Regions from separate parts of the Sus scrofa genome. Here region 2 is linked to region 1. A link is a contact called in public Hi-C data. All regions are on one chromosome and are shown on one strand. The core of a region is the stretch at or near the end of the contact, and the rest is flanking DNA. Distances in the headings are between cores, read along the strand shown. Region 1 holds the start of PKD2 (polycystin 2, transient receptor potential cation channel). Region 2 holds the start of SPARCL1 (SPARC like 1).

What was found. A called contact is a pair of places that touch in the nucleus more often than the background predicts.
Region 2: a Hi-C map of skeletal muscle shows a contact between it and region 1, with 2.5 times the contacts expected there. The contact joins the promoter of SPARCL1 here to the promoter of PKD2 in region 1. A contact is called at or near these places in 2 of 47 Hi-C or Micro-C datasets (heart right ventricle and skeletal muscle).

The regions. Positions count from the first base shown.
Region 1 is chr8:131,055,493-131,061,586 of Sscrofa11.1, forward strand. It overlaps PKD2 (polycystin 2, transient receptor potential cation channel), which reads right to left and starts at 3,440. Exons shown (of 15, transcript NM_001245979.1): 1 at 2,668-3,440. The coding sequence starts at 3,268.
Region 2 is chr8:131,385,591-131,391,422 of Sscrofa11.1, forward strand. SPARCL1 (SPARC like 1) reads left to right here and starts at 1,978. Exons shown (of 12, transcript NM_001097422.1): 1 at 1,978-2,235; 2 at 3,033-3,107. It also overlaps a transcript of DSPP not described here.

The DNA.
Region 1 (6,094 bases), core at 2,190-4,689:
GATACATCCATAAAACACGTTCGACTCTGGAACTTCAGAAAATTGGAGTAGAATGTTAAATTTTCTCTCATGCTAAAAAGTTTGCTAGGGAAAAGTAAGCACGATTATTGGGTAGGGATACCTTTAAGACTGGAGCAGTCTTTTGGGCATCCTTCGCAGCCTCTGGTCCAGGCCTTCCTCACCCCTTGGCTGGCTACCTCCTACCTCCCTATCTTCCTCTGCAATCTCTCCTGCACAGCACACTGCCTGACTCATACTCCCTTTCAGCATGTTCTGCTCCTGCTCAAAAACTTTCGACTGCTTCCTAATATTTTGGGATAAGTTTTTAATTCCTTGGTTAGACAGAATGCTGCCCACAACCAGACCTCAAATATTTCTTCTTTGCTCTCTCACTCCTGCTAAGGAGAAAAATGATCATTTGTTGTCCAGCTCAGATTCATATCATTACACAGCACACTGTAGGTTGAAGCCAGGAAATGACCTTGAACATTAAGGTCAACCCATCCACTCTATAAACAAGGAAGGGAAGCCAGGATATTTGAGTGAGTTACATTAAGGCATCAAGGTGGGAGACCTCCAAGGCAGCTCCTGACCACTCTAGTTTTTCTACTTGCTCTACATTTAGAAATTTCAAGGTACTCTCTCTTTAGAGCCAGGACACTACTTAGATAATGCACGTAAGATTTTTTTCTTTTCTTTTCTTTCTTTTTTGCACATGAGGTTTTTATCATTGGTATCCCAAGAGGGGGGAAAAATCACATCTCATTCATGGTTATTCATTTCATTTTTCTGGGTTTCTGTCCATAGGAGAATGGTGATGTGCTATTTTAGTTCTTTGTGTGTGTGTGTGTGTGTGTGTGTGTGTGTTACCTAGCACTGTCTATTTTCACAGGAGGTGCTAATTATTTTTAAATGTTACTTATTTCATAAGTGACAAGAAGATCAATTTTACGTCTTCAGAAAAGACAGTAATAAAACAAAATTTATTCTAAGATTTTCTATATAAAAGATTTTCGTGAGTCTGCTCTCCTACCAACTAGACTATTGATAAGGTTTGACCAAAAGTTTTATTATTAGCGTATTCATTCTAAGTTTTCTGAAATTTTTCCTTAATAAACCAATATATGCAATTAAATTAAAAGGATCAAGATTGACCATTATGTATTAACTTACAAGAAACTTCTCTCATTTGAATGACTATATTTAAAAGTACAATCAACACCATGTAAAATACATAATTTGTTTGAATACAATTTCAAACCTTAAAAAAGGAAACTTTTCTACAAATCTATTCACTCAGATTACCCAAAAGGAATCTTTTGTTCTTACCATGCTCTGGATCAAATTAACCAGCATAATCACTCGTGTTAAAAAAGTACCCAAATGTACATTTCACAATCTATGAGTTTATATTTATGCAGCATTCACAACATGGCAGAGACTTGCTTTACATATAACGGCTCCTTTTATTTAATCTCCCAAATGAAGAACTAAGTATTATGATTATCCCTTTTTGAAAAAAATCCAAAAACTGGGGATCAGAGAGGTTAGGCAGTTTGCCTGACGTCTCAGCGACCGCGTGGCAGAACTGGGATTTGGGTATCGGAGGGACTTGGGGTTAATCACATGTCTATAAAAACACCAGGATTGTCTTTTGTGCAAGACTTTCAAAACTGACAGGAGAAGAGAAGGGGAAATTTCAAAAGAACTGAGAATGGTCAAGTATTAAAAGTGGAGATGACAGTCATTTGGATGGAAAGAGCCAATGCAACTCGTTTCCAAGGATGCCTCTGACAAAACTTTGCAAAAACAGGCTCCCATCTGCTCTTGGAAAAACTGTGTCCTGTTAACAGGCACTGGTAAATTCCAAAATGCCTCTGCTGCCTTTTGGCGGGTTGGGTGCACTGAACTCGACACATCTACCCACAGGTGGTATCTGATGACGTCACTGTTTCACCGGAATTTCAAAGAACGTCAGTTATTGAAAAACATCCTTAACAACGTTAACATTCACTTTGCAACTATTTTAGACAAAGAATTAGAATTGCAGGCCAAATAACAGACATTATTTTATCCTATTCGTGGTGTTCTCAAAAAACAGCTCCCTCTCCCGCAAACAACCGTGCACAACACCAAACCATCAATAACTACTCAATGGCCCTCCTCCCGCTGAACTGCCTACCCTTTCCAGAATCGGATAAGGGGCACTAGGGCATCCAGGCCGGCGGAAGACCATGGGTACTAGGACAAATTTTTCTACTAGGTAGAAAATTAGGTAAAATGAGCAAATATGTGCTTGCAACCACCATCTGTATTAGTCTGTTTTTCTTTTCCCTAACAAGAAAAAAAAAAAAAAATCTCCAGATGTACCCTTTCACTCTACTACGGCTTTCACTATTTCCAAAGGTAAAGATAAGCAGGCACGTCTTCCTTTAGAAGAAGGAGGTATCCAATAAGTTTGCACCAACAAGGGCGCCCTGGAATTCAGCGATGGGCACCGGAAATAGAGCAGCTTTAGCAGAGGTGGGGAAGGCGCTTCCAGGGGAGGCGGGGACGCAATGGGTACGCGAGGTGGAGCCCCCGGAAAGCTGCCCCGGCGGGCGATGGCTCCCGCGGCGCCCGCGGTTCTGGTTCGTGCATCAGCCGCTGCGGGTCCCGCGCGCTTACCTCGCAGCCCGCGAACCAGCCTCTCGGCCCAGGCCACTCGGGGCGGTTGCCCATCCAGGGGGAGGTGGCGGTGCAGCGGGTCCCCGCCGCCGGCCGGGCTGGGGCTCGGCGGGCCCTGGTCCTCTCGCCGGCGCCGCCTCCCGCTCGGATGGCCGGCGCCGTGGAAGCTCCCCAGCCCCCGGCCCCGGGCGCCCGCGGAGCTCACGGCCGAAGAGGCTGCGGACCTCCGGCTGCCCGGGCGCCACTCCACGTCCATCTCCACTACCATGCCCCCTTCTTCTCCCTCCACCTCGTCTTCCTCCTCCTCCTCCTCGGCCTCGAAGCCGGGGTTGTCGCGGCTCCACGCCTGCCGCGAGCACGACGAGAGCGGAGGAGAGGGAGAGGCCGAGGCTCCGGCCGGAGGGTCCCGCGCGGCCGCCTGCCGGATGCGCTCCATCTCGATCTCCAGGCCCCTTTGCTCGCGGAGGCCGCCCGGGGCCGCGAGGCCAGCGCCCGCGGCCCCGCCGCCCGCCATCAGCCGCCCGGGGCCCGCCGTTCGGGGCGCCGCCGGCCGCTGGGCGTCCCCGGGCTGCTGCGGCTGCACGCGGCTCGAGTTCACCATCGCGGTCACTGGCTGCAGGCGCGCCCTCGCCCGGTGCCCCGCTCGGCGCTGCCCGCTGCAGGAGCCATGTTCTTTTCTTCCCGGGGCCCGCGGCTCCTGCTCCCCGCCCCCGACCTCCCCGCGGTCCCGCGTCCCTCGCCCGCCCCCTCGGCCCGCCTCCCCCTCGCCTCGCCTCGCCCGGCGGCCGCCGCGCGCTGCAGGGGGAGGCGCAAGGCAGCCGCCCCCGTGGTCCGCGCGCTCGGCGCGCGGCGCCCGGGTCCGCGTTCCAAGTGCAGCCTGAGCCCGGGCGCGGGCGGCCGCATTCCTTTCGGGTGGAAGGGCTCGGGCGGGGAGGGACTCGCCGAGCCGTCCGTCCACCCGCGAGCCAAGGGCTTCTGGAGCTGTCCCTGGCTGCGCGACCCTGAAATAAGGCTTGGGTCTCCGTTCCCCCCACCCAGCCACTTCTGCCTCGATTTACCAAAGTGCGGGGAGAGGGGTGAACCATTTTAGGGGACGGTGGTGCGAACAGGCGAAACCCAGCCTGCGCTGGTCTGCAGCGGAGGCAAAGGAAAGCTTTGACTTGAAAACGACCAACTAGCCCCTAACGCTGACTAACTTGGCGCTTGGCGGCCCTCCTCGTCCCGACTCTGCTGCCTTTCGGATGGTTTCTTTAATCTTTGGTTGGCTCCTCTCTCCACACATTGTGGGAACCGCAAGGATTCGGCCTTGGGGCTCTCGGATCGCTGGTGCTCCGCGTGATCTCAGCCGTCCCCTTCCCACCACCGCATCTGCTGCAGCCGGGACTGACCTGGGAGTAACAGAATCGCATGCCAGGTCCGAGCTCCGGCGCTTAATTCCCGCTCTGTGGAGCACATCCAGCTCGATGCTTGGCAGCTGTCTCCAACTGCACCCATCCCAAACTAAATTTATCCTTCCCCCTCTTCTTTCCAGCCTGCCTCACCTCCTGTATCCCCAGGTGAGATCTGAGGCATCCTCACTCCCACTTCTGCAGGGTTGCCTCACCTTTCTCCTCTTCTCCTCCACATCATTTCCCCCGACTTGTGTTACTTCTGCCCCACAAATGTCTCCCTGATAGGACCTCTGTTGCTTATTCCCATTGGCAGTAATGTAGCCCAGAACCCCGATGGCTTGTTTTAGTCTGTCAGTTCCACCATCATCCTTCACTTTGGGGTCCCCACTGTTTCCAAATTGTGTTTCCAGAACCAAACCTGCTTGTGTCACGTTGATGCTTCGACACCTGTGGAGGCTTCTGCCAGCTTAAAGGTTAACATTTAATGTCCGTATCTTGATTTAGTGAATTTTCAAAACCTTCTTCTATGTGTGTGTGTATAAGGTATATATATTTTTATATGTATACATATTTATAAATATATATATGCGCACACACACACATATGTGTGTGTGTATACATTTTTTTCTTCTAGGGCTGTCATAATGGGGTACCACAGACTGGGTGTCTCTAACCACAGACATTAATTTTTCTCACAATTCTAGAGGCTGGAAGTCTAAGATCAAGGTGTCGGCAGGGTTGGTTTCTTCTGAGGCGTTGCTCCTGGGCTTGTAGATGGGATACAGCCTTCACTCTGTCTTCATGTCATCTTCCCTCTGTGTCTGTGTCCCAGTTTCCTCTTCTTACGAGGACACCAGTCAGGTTTGTTTAGGGCCCACGCTAATGATCTCACTTATAACTTCATGACCTTTTCAAAGACCCTACCTCAGTACATTCTGGGGTACTCTGATGGGGTGGGATGGGGGTGTTGGACCTCAAAATATGAATTTCTGATGGGGACACAGTTCAGCCCATAACCACCCAAATTTTAGTTTTCTTGCCTGGTTTCCTATCCCGCACATCCATATGTGTAGCACCTGTCACCGGTTCCCTGGGCACTCAGAACATGCGCTGCTTGTCACCTGATTATTATTATGGCCGCTCGTCACCTGATCATGCAATTTACCTGTTGGGGTATCTGTGTCCTTCATTTAACAGCGAGCTTCTCAAGGGTGGAGCTGGTGGGGCTGAGGCATAGGCCTGGCTCCTGCCATCCATCAATTCCTTCGGAAGACATTTCCTATGCACTGGATTGGGAGCTGGTGTGTAGAGCGGAGTATGACGTGGCCTCTGCCCTCAAGAAGAGACAGACCAACCAGAAATAACTGTCCTGGGTGATGCCTGTCATCCAAGGAACCTCTAAGGATGCCAGTGCCCCCAAGAGAGCAATACTAGAGGGCATAGTCAAAGACTTCCCAAGAGACACCCGGCCAGAGGAGAGCCAGGCTCGAGAACAGAGAGCAGAATCCCAGCCAAAGGGTTCTGTTGAACAGTAGGCCTAGTGCAGTATTTTAATCATGTGATTATCTGCATCATGCATGACACTTGCTAATAAAAAAAAAAAAAATAGATTCCACTCCAAGTCCCCACTGCAACCTTATAGATTTAGAAATTCCAGGATTTCAGGCCTAAAATTCTGAATCTTCTCAGAGGATTCTGGGGCAGCCTAGGTTTGCGAGGCTCCAATATGTTCCGAATGAATGGGGTTTCATAAAACCTTTCTGCCATACTCCTAGCACTTAATGGTCACCCACGATGCCATTGCCTTCAACCCCAGGTCTGGAAGAAACGTCTGTGGTCCTTGAGTCCGACTAGCGCTTTGTCTTGTGCCTGCCACTGTGCTAACTCTGAGCCACGTCCCAGCGGTGTGACCTGGGGTGAGTGGCTTTCCCAAGTTGTGCCTGTGAAAATGGAGCTAATAATAGTGTTCCCTGCACAGGGTTGTTGCGAAGATCAGGTGAATACATACATGTAGGGCATCGGAACCCTGCCTGGCA
Region 2 (5,832 bases), core at 728-3,227, 330 kb after region 1:
ATGAATATTATAAAGCTATGGCAAATAAATGGGGAATGTTGTTAGAAGAAGAAGGTAACATTTTGGGTCCCGAAGCAAATTTCCTTTAGCCAGCCTCAGGCAAGAGCTTCGGAAGTGCTTGTCCTGCCTACCCTGCAACAGCCACACCACACCTGGGGCCCCTGGGAGCCCCTGGAGAAACGGTGCCTGTGTCTCCCACACTTCTCAGACCCAGCTGTGCACAGAGAAAGAGGAGAAGCAAAATCAAACACAGCCCACCCCTTTGATCCTTCCTCCGAGGAGACTGCTCACACCCCAGACCCTGGCTAAGGAAAAACATCCCATTGTCTGAGGCAAACGGACATCACGTCATTTCACCCTGCGCCTGGAAAGGCAGTTTGGAACAAGCAATCCTGATTCTAAAGATGTTGAGACAGTTCCCAGCTGCACAGTGACTTGTTTTCAGTTCCCAGGCAAACTGCCCAGTTTCCTCTGCTCCCAAATTTCCCCAACTGCAAAACTGAGATAATTCTTATTACCTTTCTCTTGCGGTGTCCTGAAAAATAAACAGGGCAAGTGTTTCTAAGGTGCTTGGGCACAATCATCTGAGGGCATATTTGCCTAGAACTATAGGTGGGGTTTTTCTTTATTTTTAATATTGCTTTGCTTTTGACCTGCCTTTGGCAAAAAAAAAAAAAAAAAAATGTAGAAAAATCTAAGTTAAATTATAACTACCTAACCTTAACGGAGCTTTTACAGTATACAAAGCACTGTGTTAGGCACGTGGAGAATAGAGAAAGAGCCTTCCTCACCCTTAAGGAGCTCACAGCTCACTCGGAAGGAGATTTTATAGCCTAGAGGTTGAGTGACAGTGCAGCAATCAGCCAGGGTAGCTGGGTTGGAATCCTACAAGACCCTGGAAAAGTCGCTCAGCCGTACCAAGCTCTCTCTGCTTTCCTCATGAAAATCCTAAGAGCTCACCTTGAGTGTCTGCTGGATGGTAGGTGTCTACCTACTTAAAATGCAGAACACCGCCTGAGACAAACACTACTAGCCCCCCCTCAGTTGCGTCCTCGTCTCATAGATAAGGATTCAGGAGCTTAGAGACATTACATAACTTGTCCCAGGTCATTTACAATTAGGAACCAAGATGCAAACCCAAGCTGTGTGGCCTCAAACATGGAGACGGCCCCGCTAAACCACACCCTCATCAGATGGGTGTAATACTTCGTGTAGACTTGCGAATATCAACTGAAATGAATGCATCAAAAAAAAAAGTCCGTCCATGTGACACTTAATACGTGTGCAATAAATGTAGAAATAGCAGTGGAAGAGATTGGATGCACATATAAATAAGCAGAACACCAAGTCTACTTCATGGGAAGACTTCTTACAGACCGATCATTGCACAGGGGGTTATGGTAGGGAGTGTTCTGGGGGGAAGAATAGTCTACGAAGAGCAACATTTCTGAGCGGCATGCAAGTGATCACGCAAGTGAAGGAGTGATGCTTGCTTCGTATACAGCTAAACTTCTGAAGGCTACAGTATCTGAGGTACCCTGCCGTTACTAAATCCAGACCTACCCCTGAGAACAGCTTTTACCTAAGCAATATAAAAATGCAATTATTCTTCTCCCCTTCCTTAACCCCCACCCCTCAGTTTCCTTCAGGAAGAAACCACAGCATGGAGTTTCTTTTCAAAGTCTTAAAATAAAAATCCCCCCCCAACAAAAAAAGGATCCAGCTTGTAAAACCTTTTAGAGTTGTTTGAAAAAGGAGGAGGAAAAAAAAAAAAAAGGCATAAGGAGCCAAGCCTTATATTCTGGCCAAGTTATAAGCCTCTGAGAACAAGCGCCTGAGAAGAGGACTGTTAACCCCATTCTCTCGGGCAGAAGGAGCTCTTTCCCTGTGGGTCTGCACAGCCTGGAAAGCTCATCACGCCCTCGCCTCGGAGTAAGAGGCTAGCCCGCTGGAGAACTGCAGGAATCTGCAACAAAAACGATGACAGCCTGAAATACGTCCCAGTGCCAACCTCCAAATTCATCTGTCACCTCAGACCCTGACTAGTTGACAGAGCAGCAGAATTTCAACTCCAATAGACCTGAATGTGTTTCTGGGCAAAGAAGCAGAGCTAACGAGGAAAGAGATATATAGAGTATTGGGTATTTGTCAAACTTTTATTTTCTGGCTGTGTGCAAAGAGAAGATTCAACTTCAAATTCCTGCCAAGGCTCTGGGTCCAGCCACCTACCTGAAGGTAACTGTAATATGTTTACTGTATTATCTAATTGCATTTGTTAACCGGTTTGCATGATCTGCTAAAGATGTCTAATATTTTTGCCTGATACAAAGCCATCTTCTTTACCAACAAAAAATCCTTTTGCCTGATTTACAGAAAATCAACTTACTAGAGAATTTTAACACTTTCTTATCCAAGATTAAATAGTAAGTAGGAATAAATGGTGGGTTTAGTGTAAACTAGGAATGCAAATGTTGAATTGCTGTTGGCCAGACTAGCATTCAGATCTTGGTGAAGGCTGAGATCCTGAAATGTGTTTTGCAGAAATTCTTTGCCAAATATATTAAAGACATCATAAGGAAAGCAGTTTTTAAAAAAACTTTTTAATCAAAGTAATTTGAGAGTTTTTCATGTTTAAATTATCTGAATTATTCAATCATCACCACTGTCCCAGCCTATACCTAAGAGGAACGTAAAAATGGAATATTTTGCTTTTCTGAAAGGTAAGAAAATCCCTAAAATACTATATTTTTCTTTGATTATTTTTTAGTTATTGTGACTATTTTTTTTTCTGATTCCCTTTTATAGTTTTATGACTCATTGTCTCTTGACTCCTATCGTTTTTAGGATGCACACACATACACAAAATTTCTAACTCCTAGTGATGCCTTCTTATTTAGGAAGGAAAAAAGGAGGGAGTGGGAATCAAAGAGCTAAAACATGATGATAAATCCTACACTGCAGGGCGTTTTTGTTCTGGCTCTCTCGTCTAAAATAAACCAATAATGCAAGTCAGGCTCCGTCGCTCCTCCCAGGTATTCAAGGTCACCCCGGAGGAGAAAACCAGGCTTTCAACTGCAGATGGATGCTGCGGATACTACAACCAAGAGGTAGTGCACAGAGGGCATCTCTCTTGACCTGCCTTTAATCTGAAATGTGTCACCTTGGCGTTATAGCTCAGCTCTCCTCTGGTGCAGGGCCTAAGTACACTGAATAGAAATGTCCACTTGGTCTAACTCAGCAGAAACCTTTTCTTTTTTAATTCTCCTCTTTCTCATGGATACCAGCTTTTTTTCAGTTCACAGCTTATTCAGCTACAGCTTGATGGTTATGACTGTTGTTAACTCTGACTGCTGTTTTGAAAAGGACATCCCTCTCAGGAAAGATTTAAGTTTATACTTCTGTCCATTCAAAAGAGCCAGCAAAGCACAGTAGTCTGTATCATCCAGTCCGGCAATGCTGCTTTCCACGTTTTGGAAAAGAATATGTGCATGTTTGTAATGAATCCTGCCTTTTTTCTTTCAGGGAATGTTTGCCCAGCCATTTAGCAATTTGAGGACTGGGGTTTCCTTTCCAGGTCATTTGAGATTTAGTTCCCAATAGCCTGTCGTGCAGTTTCACTGATCAACTAAGTAAAAATAATAAATAGTGATGACAGAAATGAAATGAATAGTGATATTTCTGGACAACTCCTAAACATTCTTCATTTCATTTCCTCTTGACTGCTTGTTATTTTTGTTCGGTTGATATGTAACAGTACACAAACACTGCTGTTTTAGTTAAGTTTAGCACAATGTCCAGAACGTGTTGGGAATCTTTTTTCACCAAGAACATAAGTGACTGTTTTTCAGACTTCAGATGCCCTTTTCCCTCATATGTCATTCCAGAACAACCTTCAGTCAAGGAGAAAGGGGCCCATAAATCCAGAATTCCCCAGGAGATGCCAAATTAGGCCAGGGTCTGGTTCATTCAGGGCCCACCAAGCCTCTTCCCCCAAAAGTTGCGCTTGCAATGGTAGTGCAACCTGAGGTCAGTCTGGTTTTTGTCCCGGGCATCAAAAGATGAGCAGAATTTGGGGGAACAGGGTGTGTGGTCTTGACTGACTGCAGAGAGATGATGTAATAAAGTGAATAAGATCACGTGCTCTAGAAACATAAAGATCTGGTTTATATCTGGGTGTTTCCAGGCTCTGTGACTTGAGACAAATGACTCTTTGAGCCTCAGTCCCTTCAACTGCAGAAATGGGGACGGATTATAAAACTGGTTGCTATCGTGGAGATTTGTTACGATAAGTGAAGAAAACAGCTCTGTCTGATACATATGAATCAATCCACTGATCAGAGCTTATTTTAAAACACTAATCTGTCTATTTTTCCCAAATGTAACTCCATAGAAGAGGAATTTACTCTAGGATTTCCCTCAAGATTTCTTCCTTGCACGTCCACACTTTGCTGTATAATAAACATCAATGCCAGGTCTTTGCCTCAGAGTCAGCCCAGAAGAGTGCATCAGGCATGGATTTCGGCATCTAACACGCCTGAGTTTGAGTCCTGACTCCACCTCTTACCGGCTGTGTGAGCTTGGCAGTCACTTCACACCTGCAGGACTCAGTTTACCCATCTCTTAAGCAAGTGATGATAAGCATACCCATAATGGAGTCGTTGTAGGAATTAAATGTTTCTTAAATGTCAGGCGTACCAGCAGAATATTAGACACAGTGAGGAAGTGTTTGATTACGCCTTTGGAATAATTTTTCTGGCAGGAAAACTGGGGGGTCAAGAAGGAAAAAAGCAGAGTTCCGGTCGTGGCACAGTGGTTAATGAATCCGACTAGGAACCATGAGGTTGCGGGTTCGATCCCTGCCCTTGCTCAGTGGGTTAAGGATCCGGCGTTGCTGTGAGCTGTGGTGTAGGTTGCAGACGTGGCTCGGATCCCTTGTTGCTGTGGCTCTGGCGCAGGCCGGTGGCTACAGGTCTGATTAGACCCCTAGCCTGGGAACCTCCATATGCCACAGGAGTGGCCCTAGAAAAGGCAAAAAGACAAAAAAAAAAGAAAGAAAGAAAGAAAAAAGCTTTGAATTTTCTTTTTTACCCAAAGAAGTGGAAAAACAAATCTGACACTACTGTCCTTCTCTGAGGTGGGGGAAGGCTCAACATGAAGTTATTTATTACCAAGTCCTGCTTCATCAATTAGTTGCTTCTTAATGGCCAAGTCAACCGAAACTAAAGCTCGTTTTCTGTTTCAGATTGCCATTAAGAGGAGGGAGGCAAAATGCTGCTTTGCACTCAGTTCTGTTTGATTGGCCCACTTGGACAGGGGAGAAGGCCCCCAAGATTTCTCCTTTCTTATCTTTTCTAAAAGCAAGAATAGGGGTTTTGACTCACGTTAGGGGGTATTTTTTTCCCTCTTGAACTGAAATTCCAACGAAAGGGTTTGTTTTTTTGTTTTTTTGTTTTTGTAAACCTCTCCCCTATGTTCCTAGCATTGAAATGTCAGCTGCTTTTTCTGGCTACATGTAGCAGGAGCAGCCTGTCGTCATAGCAATGAAAGGGTATAGAGAGACTCGAGTTTCGCCACCCTCTCAGTGAAATAACTCTTAGTCTCCTTTAAAAATCCTTCTTTAGAAATGAAGTCTCCAGTCCTGGCTTGTTTCCTTCCTATTATGCAACCAACTTCTGTACACCAATGGCAGTAGCCAAACGTTTCCTTTAAATAGAGTCCGTGAATAGGTGTTAAGAAAACGAACAAGAAAGGCACAAACAGTGACCAGTTTACGGTGGAGTGCTGGGGAAAAACAACTGGGCAGGCAAAGGAGGAGAAGGAGAAGGGGCCTCA